Linked DNA regions of Arachis hypogaea: region 1 is linked to region 2. The links are chromatin contacts, called in public Hi-C maps. All regions are on one chromosome and are shown on one strand. The core of a region is the stretch at or near the end of the contact, and the rest is flanking DNA. Distances in the headings are between cores, read along the strand shown.

What was found. Hi-C and Micro-C count contacts between places; a contact is called where the count stands out from the background.
Region 1: a Hi-C map of an unstated tissue shows a contact between it and region 2, with 2.9 times the contacts expected there. The contact joins the enhancer-like site here to the promoter of LOC112780138 in region 2. A contact is called at or near these places in 2 of 8 Hi-C or Micro-C datasets (leaf and an unstated tissue).

Annotation. Positions count from the first base shown.
Region 1 is chr19:148,447,629-148,452,533 of arahy.Tifrunner.gnm2.J5K5, reverse strand. No RefSeq gene overlaps it. Among protein-coding and RNA genes, the nearest start is that of LOC112777218, 7.4 kb to the left of the region's middle. Within about 2 kb of position 2,868, at least 2 of the 3 cell types and tissues checked have open chromatin away from gene starts, as enhancers often do.
Region 2 is chr19:148,402,758-148,407,669 of arahy.Tifrunner.gnm2.J5K5, reverse strand. LOC112780138 (probable alkaline/neutral invertase D) reads left to right here and starts at 2,925. Exons shown (of 5, transcript XM_025824478.3): 1 at 2,925-3,341; 2 at 3,908-4,374; 3 at 4,489-4,912. The coding sequence starts at 3,997.

The sequences.
Region 1 (4,905 bases), core at 1,619-4,118, 45 kb before region 2:
GTATCTAAATCAAAATGACCTTCCCTAGTTAACGGCTATCGCATAACTAAGCACACCGAGGCATGCCTATGAAAGAACAATAATGTTTGTTAAGATTTCTTTTTAATAAATGACTTCTAAGACTTTGAGAATTGCACTATCTTTTTTTGCGACAAATACCATCCCCAATTCCCATCAATTCCTCACTATTTCTAAAGTGATGTTATTAAAAGTTAATTCTGTTTCTTGACACCCCAAAAAGAAAATAATAAATGAATTTAATTTTGTTTAGATAGTTTATAGTTCTATTATCTTTAAAAAGAAAGTCTAGGGATCAGCATTTTTATTAAAAATTAGGTAGTATTTAATTAACAAAAAAAAAGTGTGTAATCTTATATCATTAGATATAATTATATACTATCAAAAATACTAATGATAACTAATTGATGGTTATAAATTACAAAAACTCTCGTTTCCGTTGCACTTCTCATCTTTAAATTATCAAGGAAGGTGTATGAGTATCTCTAATATATTATCTGTGCAGAGTTATTATTTTTTATGTTTAGAATTTACTAATTTAGAAAATAACTCGAGGTTGAGACTTGAGACCCAAGACAAAGTAGCTAATCTTTTTTTGTCAGAATAAAATTGATTTTATATCCATCATTGAAGGTAAAAAAGTGTCTTAGTTTTGGGGGATTGGATTTTTTTTTCACTCGAACGGATAAAGTGAGATCTTTTATTATATATTTTATAAATAAAATAAAAAAATATAAAAAAATAAAAAAATTAAAAATTACATTTTACATCTTCCATTAAAAAAAATTATGAGGGTACATTCCCAGATGAAAAGAAAAAAGAAGGGTGTTGAACGACCAGGGTATGTGCCAAAATTTGGTCAATGGTCTTTTTATGGCAGGCCACTTTAGCTGGAGAAAATACCTTAGATGGAAAATAAAGAAAGGGCACATAGAAAATAGAACCTTGCAACATACACAATCAGACCCTACTCTATCTGAAGCTAAAAAAATTCTACCTACTCCAACCAGAGAAATAATAATAATATTATTATATAGTAACTACAAACTAATAGATAAGCATGAATCTTAGTTGACAAAGTGTGTGTTTGGATTCACGTTGGTCAAATTGGAGTTTGATTGGAAGTGATTTTGTAGAATTGATTTTGGTTAGAAGTGAGTTTGTGCTAATATAATTTATGTTTGGCAATTTTTACTAAAATTGATTTTGATAAAATAAATATTATTTGGATAATATTAATTAAAATCACTTCTAGATAAATAATTAATTAATTACTAAAAAAATATAATATTAAATTATAATATTATTTTTTAAATATATTTAATTTTTATATATTTTTTATTATTTTTTATATAATATTTTTTATAATACTCTATTTTAATATATTATAATTTTTTATTCTTATAATAAAAATTAATATTTATTTATAAAATTAAAAATAACATATAAAAATTAACAACTTTTTAAGTATTTTTTTATAATAAAAATTAATATTTATTTATTAAATTAAAAATAATATATAAAATAATATATTTTAGTACTCTTTTTAAGTACTCTTAATAATCTTATTTTTATTATTATTTTAGGTTCTAATTTTTTACAAGTTATATTTTTATTATTATTTATAATTAATTTTTTATTTAATTTATCATTTTTAATAGGAACAATAATATATATTATGAAAAATTAAAATAATTGTTTTAATATTATCAGTATTTATATAAAAAAAATTATGGAAAAACCAATAATAACTAGCAACAACCTAAACGTGCGTTGAGTAAACGCAGAAGCTATAATTTATTGCTTCTAGTGAACGAGCTTTTGGGATGCAGAATCACGTTGGCGTTGAGAGAAGAAAAGTTGCCAAACATCAAAGAACAGCGTTCAAAGCATTGAAACGCACTTTTATCCTCTTCAACGTGTTTCACAAACACACCCAAAGAGTTATACTAGTTTATCCATATGTTTAAGTTTAATAAGTTCTACAAATGTACAATTATATTAAAAATTCAACGGTTAAATCCAAAACTTAACGCTTAAATGTCATCTTTTTTATATTATGATAATTAATTCTAATTAAAAATAAACTGACAAATTAATTATCAACTTAACAAAAGTGGGGTAGTTAGATAATTAATTTTAAAAAATGTTATTTTAATAATAAATTTTGAAAAAATATAGCACATTAGTAATTGAGTTACGACTAAATCTGTTCCGGTCCAACCTGCTAAGAACCAAGGTTCGGACGCGAGCCACCGATTCGAACCAAAAGGAGACACCTCCTTTTTCCCAGGAATCTAGACAGCTGGCCGAAACTTCCAAACAAGTAGGTCTGTTCACAAAGGGCCCACCTAAGTACACAGTATAAAAAGGAGATAACTTACTCATCTCAAAACTAAATCACCTTTTTAACTTTAATTAGTCCTCTCCTATTACGAATACTGACTTTGGCATCAGAATGTCCTTACAAGAGGCCTCACCCGCCGTCCAACCAACGTTGTAAGCAGATTTCACCCTTCAACTCGTGCTCAGGTCCCGACCCCCCTTCGCATCTGTTCAGACACCACTTCAACCTGATCGGTGAAGAACCCGAGCAGACGAACAAAACCAATCTTATATCTAATCTTGTATGAGAATTGAGTTTATGAGTCCCACAATAAGAAATTAATGGTATAAAAATATAATGTCTAAATTTAAATATAAAATTAGAGGCCCCTTCAAGTGTGGTAGGAGGATACATCATGGTTCACATGCAAAAAGGAATAGTAGTTGCTGATGAGTCATGACAAGAAGATGCAAAACAATGAGTGATGTGAGCATTACTCAAGCAATATCAAGATATTCAAAAAATGGGGTCACCTTTGTTGACCCATTCCATTCAATAGAGGTATACACCAAGTTGGGGTAAAAGGGGTAGCCAGCAAAGACCTTAAGTTATATATTATGGTTTTCATTTTTCAAAAGTCCACTTTTTCTTAGGAGTAAAGCCTGCTTAACTTTTTCCCAAGATCTGATTTTGCACTTTCTTGAACGCTTCATTCTTCTTTAATGTGTTGAAGAATGTGGAGACATATACTTTACTTGGTAGCAGGAATTAGGTTCTCAAGGATAAGATTTACATTATCCAACTCATTGCTGACTGTGTATCTTCCATTCCCCAAAATTATAAATATAATATCATGTTTTTCTTTCAATTTTCTAATAGGCTTTGTTATCTTGTATTTTAAAATATATATTAAGTAAAATTTTTACTTTAATAAATATATTAAAAAATTAAATTTTATATATTTTTATAAAAAAAATTTAATTAATAACATTAGCATGTATGTTTAAGGATACATGTTAGTTAAAATAGTTTTCAATTAACATAATATTTATAATTATAATTATGTAAAAAAATGACCGAATCATTTACTAATAAATAAATCGCCCGTATCTCATAATGCAAATTTAATTTTCATTGTTAGTGTAAGACTATTTTAATAAAAGATTTTGCTATCGTGTGTTCTAAGAATATAGGTTAAATATACTATAAAAAAAATATTTAGTAATAAATAATATTAAAATATTTTTTTAATAATATGCTTAACTTAATGCCACAGAAGAGCAAAATCCTTTAATAAATGATCTATAAATATTTAGAAGGTCTAAAAATATATTTTGACAGATGTTAGAAATAACTAAATTTTTGTTTTTGTTTGATCTTCTTTGAAAATATTTACACCGTCATTGTAATGTGAATATTTGGGTCTTCCTTAAAAGTGGGAACTCAGAGATGAGACATACCTACACGTTTCCAGCAAACATGGTTGGATTTATATTCCCCCCAATTGCAAAGTTTGGATAAACAACTCATGTTATGCATTTATTATTGAAGAAATTAATAAGATTTTATATAATATTTTGGGTAAAAATATTTAAGTATTTTATCGCACTAACAAAAAGAGAATAACAAAATAAATCATTAGATTATAATTCAGGTATTTTTTTAAAATAATTTTCATCGTTTTTATGTACTGTGAAATAATATGCACAAATAAATTTATTTTAAATTTGTATAGCGACGTAAATAGGTTTTATACCAAGAATAACGTTCCTACTACAAACCGTGTATTCTTTTTTAAATAATTTTCCAACTAACTTTTTTGACGAATCAACCGAAAAACTTTTGTTTATTGGTGGAAACTTAGATACAGTTGAGTTCACGTGAAGTTGATACCTGAGAGCCGTTAGATAATTTGATTGATTTGACTAAATTTTTATCTAACAGTTCTGTAGTATTAACTTTACATGAAGTCAACTTTACCTAAATTTTCACCTTGTTTATTTGATTCTTAATATTGTCAAAGTTATCATTGAATTCAAATCCTTCGTAACTTTTTGTTTCAAACAAACCTAAAAAGATATAATTAAAGGATTTGCTAAAGATATTTATTAAAGTTATTTAAAATAGATAGCTATTCACCCAAAAAAAAAAAAGAGTAGATACTTGTATTAGAAAAACAACCAAACCAATATATATTTTGACCGTTAATTAAACTAACTTCTTATAGGCATTGCATCAATGATAAGTAAACCTTCTTATATAGTTATATGTTTTGGATTTGTGGATAGACTAATAACTTACTAATAACTTTTAACTATTTGATTATATAGTAATTAATTAATAAAGGACTTACTTCCAATATCCAAATCAACTAAGGGCGCGTTTGGAAAATTCTAGAAATAGCTTTTTTTAACTTTTGACTTATGAAAAGTAGTAGTATTAATGTCGGGTGCAATTTTTAAAACCAAATTGCAACTTTCTAAGAAGCTATTTTGGAGCTTATAGAGAAGTTAAAAAAAAATGACTTCTCTCATAATACTTCTACTTTTCATTACATTTCT
Region 2 (4,912 bases), core at 1,676-4,175:
ATTATCACTCTCTTCATTACTCAAAGGAACGGAGCTAATTAAATTTCCTCCACTTTCTGCTATGGTTCAGGGAGGTAATGCCAAGAGAGAACCCGCGTCGTATAATGACTCTGAGTTAGGAATGAAAATGTGGTATGTGTAGAAAATGTTAACCTTGACGGCGCAGAAATTCTGTTAAGTTAAAAATTTGAATAGAACAATTTAAAAGAGTACGTATTTCTCGTACTCCACTCCTTAACAGATAATATATATTATGATTGTTATTTTTAAAAAATTTAATTTTAATAGATTGATAGTATAAAATATTTTAAACAGTTATACAATTTCATATATAGTAGTTAGAATCTTGATTTTAAATCTTAAAATTTTTTGAGATTATAATTTTAAATTAATCAATCAATTTTATAAAATTTGTATTAGGTCTGATAATTTTATTATTTAAATCTTGTTATAATTTTATATTTTAAGTATTTAATTTATTTTTTTAATTTCGTGTAAAACCTCAATTTTTTTTACCTTAATTATATCTAATTTTTGGATGATCATTATTATTGTAGTCAATATAAAAAATAATTAACTTTAATTTACTGATGTAATATTTTATAATTAAATATACGTATAATTTTTTTTTTATATTGTAAATACATTAAAATGATTTTTTTTTTCAATACGCTCTTTTCAACAATAATAAAAACAAAAACGACTTGACGTAGTTACCACACGCCCTGATAATTTTCTTATACCGACTTATTACTAGCTAATAAGAGAATAAAAAGTTCGTTGGTCTTTTCATATCATTTCCTCTATTTGGATAAGTAGATCGATATATAAGTAATAATAACCTCTCTTTCAGCGAAGGAAATGTATAAGATAAGAAGAGAATTCATAGAAAGCTAAGGTTGATTTGAGAAATTATAATTTAATAAATGTAAGAGTAGGATCAAGGATTCTTTACTCACGTCAAAGCTTATTTGTTTTTCTTGTTAACTGATATTCTTACTTTCCTACAATTTTTGGATTCTCAATGGAATAATAAAGGACGTGTCACAGTGTTCTTCGTGGCATGGCATATTCTCGGTTTATACCATATTTGGAAAACAATAATAATATTTAGAAGATAATAAAAAATTAACTTAAATAATTTAAAATTATCTTATTTAATATTTATTAATTATTTTTAAAATATTTTTGTAATTTAAAAAATAATAAATATATAATTACAGATGTTATTTGTTTAAATAAAATTATGAATATTATGTTATATAAATTAATTTTAAATAATATTGTCTTTCTAATATTATAGTTGGAGAATACTTTCTATTATTTATATGCAATATCAATATATTTTAATGTCAATTAATGAATATTATGATCTAAATTTATTTGATAGGGATATAATAATCATAACATCATGAGACTAGTAGAGAATAATGTATTATTAGGAGCAATATGAAAATTGAGCTTGGACTGCTAAAATTGGTAACAAGTATATATATTAGACATGTCAAAAAATCATTTATCCAAAAGTTTAATTTATGTAAAAGTCTTTTTTGTATTTGTGTGAATTTTGTATAATTTTTTATTTATTTTATATTAACTTTTTTGTTAATAATAATAAAATTCTATATACTTTTGTGATACAAATTTTGATACCATATGTAATAAAGTTACTTATTTTAAAATTAAAAGCTTAAACTTATGAATATAAATATATATGAATAATTATATATGTTACTATTATAAGTTTATCATAATAAGACAGTTAGACAAATTTGAAAGTCTTCTAAAATAGTTAATACCCGTAAATATTTGGATAAGATATTTACTAATAAAGTAATATAAGATATTTACTAATAAAGTAATAATTACTACCAGTAGATATTTGGATAAGATATTTAATATCATTACATATTTCATACTAATATACTACTAGTAATTACTAACCAGTAAATAAGATTTGGGCAAAATATTTAATATTGGTACATATTCAATACTACTAACTGTTAACGATTTTTTTTTGTTGTAACCATTTGAAGTCAAAGTCATTAAGACGAAATATTTAGTAATTAAAATAAATTAGTAAAAAAAGTCAAAATTTATTTTATTTAATATTCAGTAATAATTAATGAATATTAAATAAGATGAATTTTGATTTTTTTTAATATTACTAAGATAGATATTCTTCTTCTTTTTTTTTTCGGATAGTAGCTTACGTAATTTTCTATAATATCGCTAGTAAAAAATATTCTTGAAATACAATTATCAGTCACAACAATATATTTATATATTTTGTAATAAAATTATTAACTATTAAAATAATCAAATTTGACATAATAGAATGATATTTTTTATATTTATGCGGCATAATTAATTATTAGTAACACAACAAAGACAAATGGATCTGAATAAATTTACGGTTAAATTTAAAGTAACACACAATAAATATCATTCCATATCCATCCCTGTTTAGTCAATGGGGCCTTAATTTTTCCTTTTATTATGCACTAAATGCGTATCTCTAAAACTCAACTATCATATTCGAATTGTAAAAATAAATAAATTATAAAAAGAACACACACAAAAATGTACATATTTCATGCTTTAAACATCTAAAAAGCTTTGTCAAAACTCAAAACTCAAAAGTCAATTTTCTTTCATCCTCTGTACACAAAGAGAAGTCAATTTCCTTCATTTTTTATATCACATTTTTTATTTTAGAATATAGAAGGAGGAAAATTACAAGTTGAAATGTAGCTGTCGTACCGTGGGGCGTGGCACATAGAATCAGATCAATTTAAGAAATCCAGCCACCAACCCAAATTAATGAATCAATTAATTAATTAATTAATTTCCATAAAAAATTAAAAAAATAATAATATCCCTTTCAAAATTATAAATACACGCAGACACAAACACACATGCTCCTCGCTACCAAATCAGAAACGAAGAAACGCACGAGTCGGAAAAGAACAGAAGAGCAAAACGGTGTCGTTTTGCTGACGTGGATGATTCCTTGCCGCAACCGGCTAATACCGGTACTCCCCATTTCCCGAAAACGAAATTGTTAGAAAAGAAACGAAACTGGGTGAAACGGTCTCCGATTGGCTACTACGCTTTATCTCTCTTCAACTATTTCTCACTACTTTCTCTCTCTAAGTTGCTCCTCCGCGTTATAAATACGAGCTTTCGAGCTCACGTTAAATTTTTTCCCCTCTCTGTTTCTCTTCACTCTCTTCTTCTAGCTCTCCGGCAACCATTTCCCGGCGAACTCGCCGGACAATCACCGTTATTGCCACCGGAAAATCTCGCTCCACAGCCGCCACACCTCGCTCCTCCCTCAGGTTCGAACAACGCGATTCGCTTTTCTTTTTCCCGCTGGTTAACCTCAGATCTGTGTTTTTGGTTCATTTTTCCTGCTTATCGATGAATTGCGATCCTTCAGAATTCGAATCTCCATTTAGAGACATTCCTTGTTTCGCCGTAGTTCGGTGTTCGAGTCGTGAGATGATGTTTCATTCTTCTTTCCACTTTTCTTTTGGCTTTTAGCTCTTGCATCTGGATCTGTTACTTGTTTTTCTCGTTTGTTGCTTCATTTTGTGGTTTAGTTTTTGTTTTAAGTTGTGTGAATTTGTTGATGTTTGATGAGAGTTGAAAGATTTTGCTTCCTTTTTTTTTTGGTTATGCTAACAGCGTGTTGAGGAATTGTTTGGTTTTTCTTTAGATTTTACTCGCATTCGTGGAGCTTTAGTGTTAAGAAGAGTTATCTTTGAAATGTTATTTTAATCATTTGGATCGTGTTGATTTTGACTTCTGAGTGTGCTTTACGTTTCTGATGTTGTTTATTGTTTATTTTATACTCATTTGGGTGATATAAGTAATGTGGTTGTCCTGGATTTGTGTTTGACAGCTTTTCGTTTTCTCAACATTCTTGTTTGGTTGTAGATAATTTCTATTTCTGTATAATATCATTTGGCTATTGTTGGGGAAGTAGAGAAAATGGACGGGCATATTGGACTAAAGAAAATTGGCTCTCATGCCTCCATCTCTGAGATAGATGATTTTGATCTCTCACGTCTCCTTGACAAGCCAAGGTTGAATATTGAAAGGCAGAGATCATTCGATGAGAGGTCGCTTAGTGAGCTGTCTATCGGTTTGGCGAGAGGGGGCATGGATAACTATGACACTTACTCGCCTGGGGTAAGATCTGGTTTTGACACGCCAGCCTCTTCAACACGGAATTCATTTGAGCCTCATCCTATGGTTGCTGATGCCTGGGAATCCCTCCGGAAATCTCTAGTCCATTTCAGAGGGCAACCTGTTGGCACAATTGCAGCTGTTGATCATCAAGCGGAGGAGGTTCTGAACTATGATCAGGTGAATTCCAAGTCTGGATTTCTTGTTACTATTTTTTAGTGTGATTATTGAGGTTTTGAAAAATGTGACTCATTTTAGCTATGGAAACTTAATTGATACATTTTTCTTGCATAGGTCTTTGTTCGAGATTTTGTGCCAAGTGCTTTAGCCTTTCTGATGAATGGTGAACCAGATATTGTTAAGAACTTTTTGCTGAAGACCTTGCATCTTCAGGGTTGGGAAAAAAGAGTAGATCGATTTAAGCTTGGTGAAGGTGTAATGCCAGCTAGTTTCAAAGTCCTTCATGATCCTGTTAGGAAAACAGATACTCTTATTGCAGATTTTGGTGAAAGTGCAATTGGTAGAGTTGCTCCTGTTGACTCTGGATTCTGGTGGATTATCTTGCTTCGTGCATACACAAAGTCTACTGGGGATTTATCTCTGGCTGAATCACCGGATTGTCAAAAGGGAATGAAGCTAATATTGACTCTATGCCTGTCTGAGGGTTTTGATACCTTTCCAACTCTGCTTTGTGCTGATGGATGTTGCATGATTGATC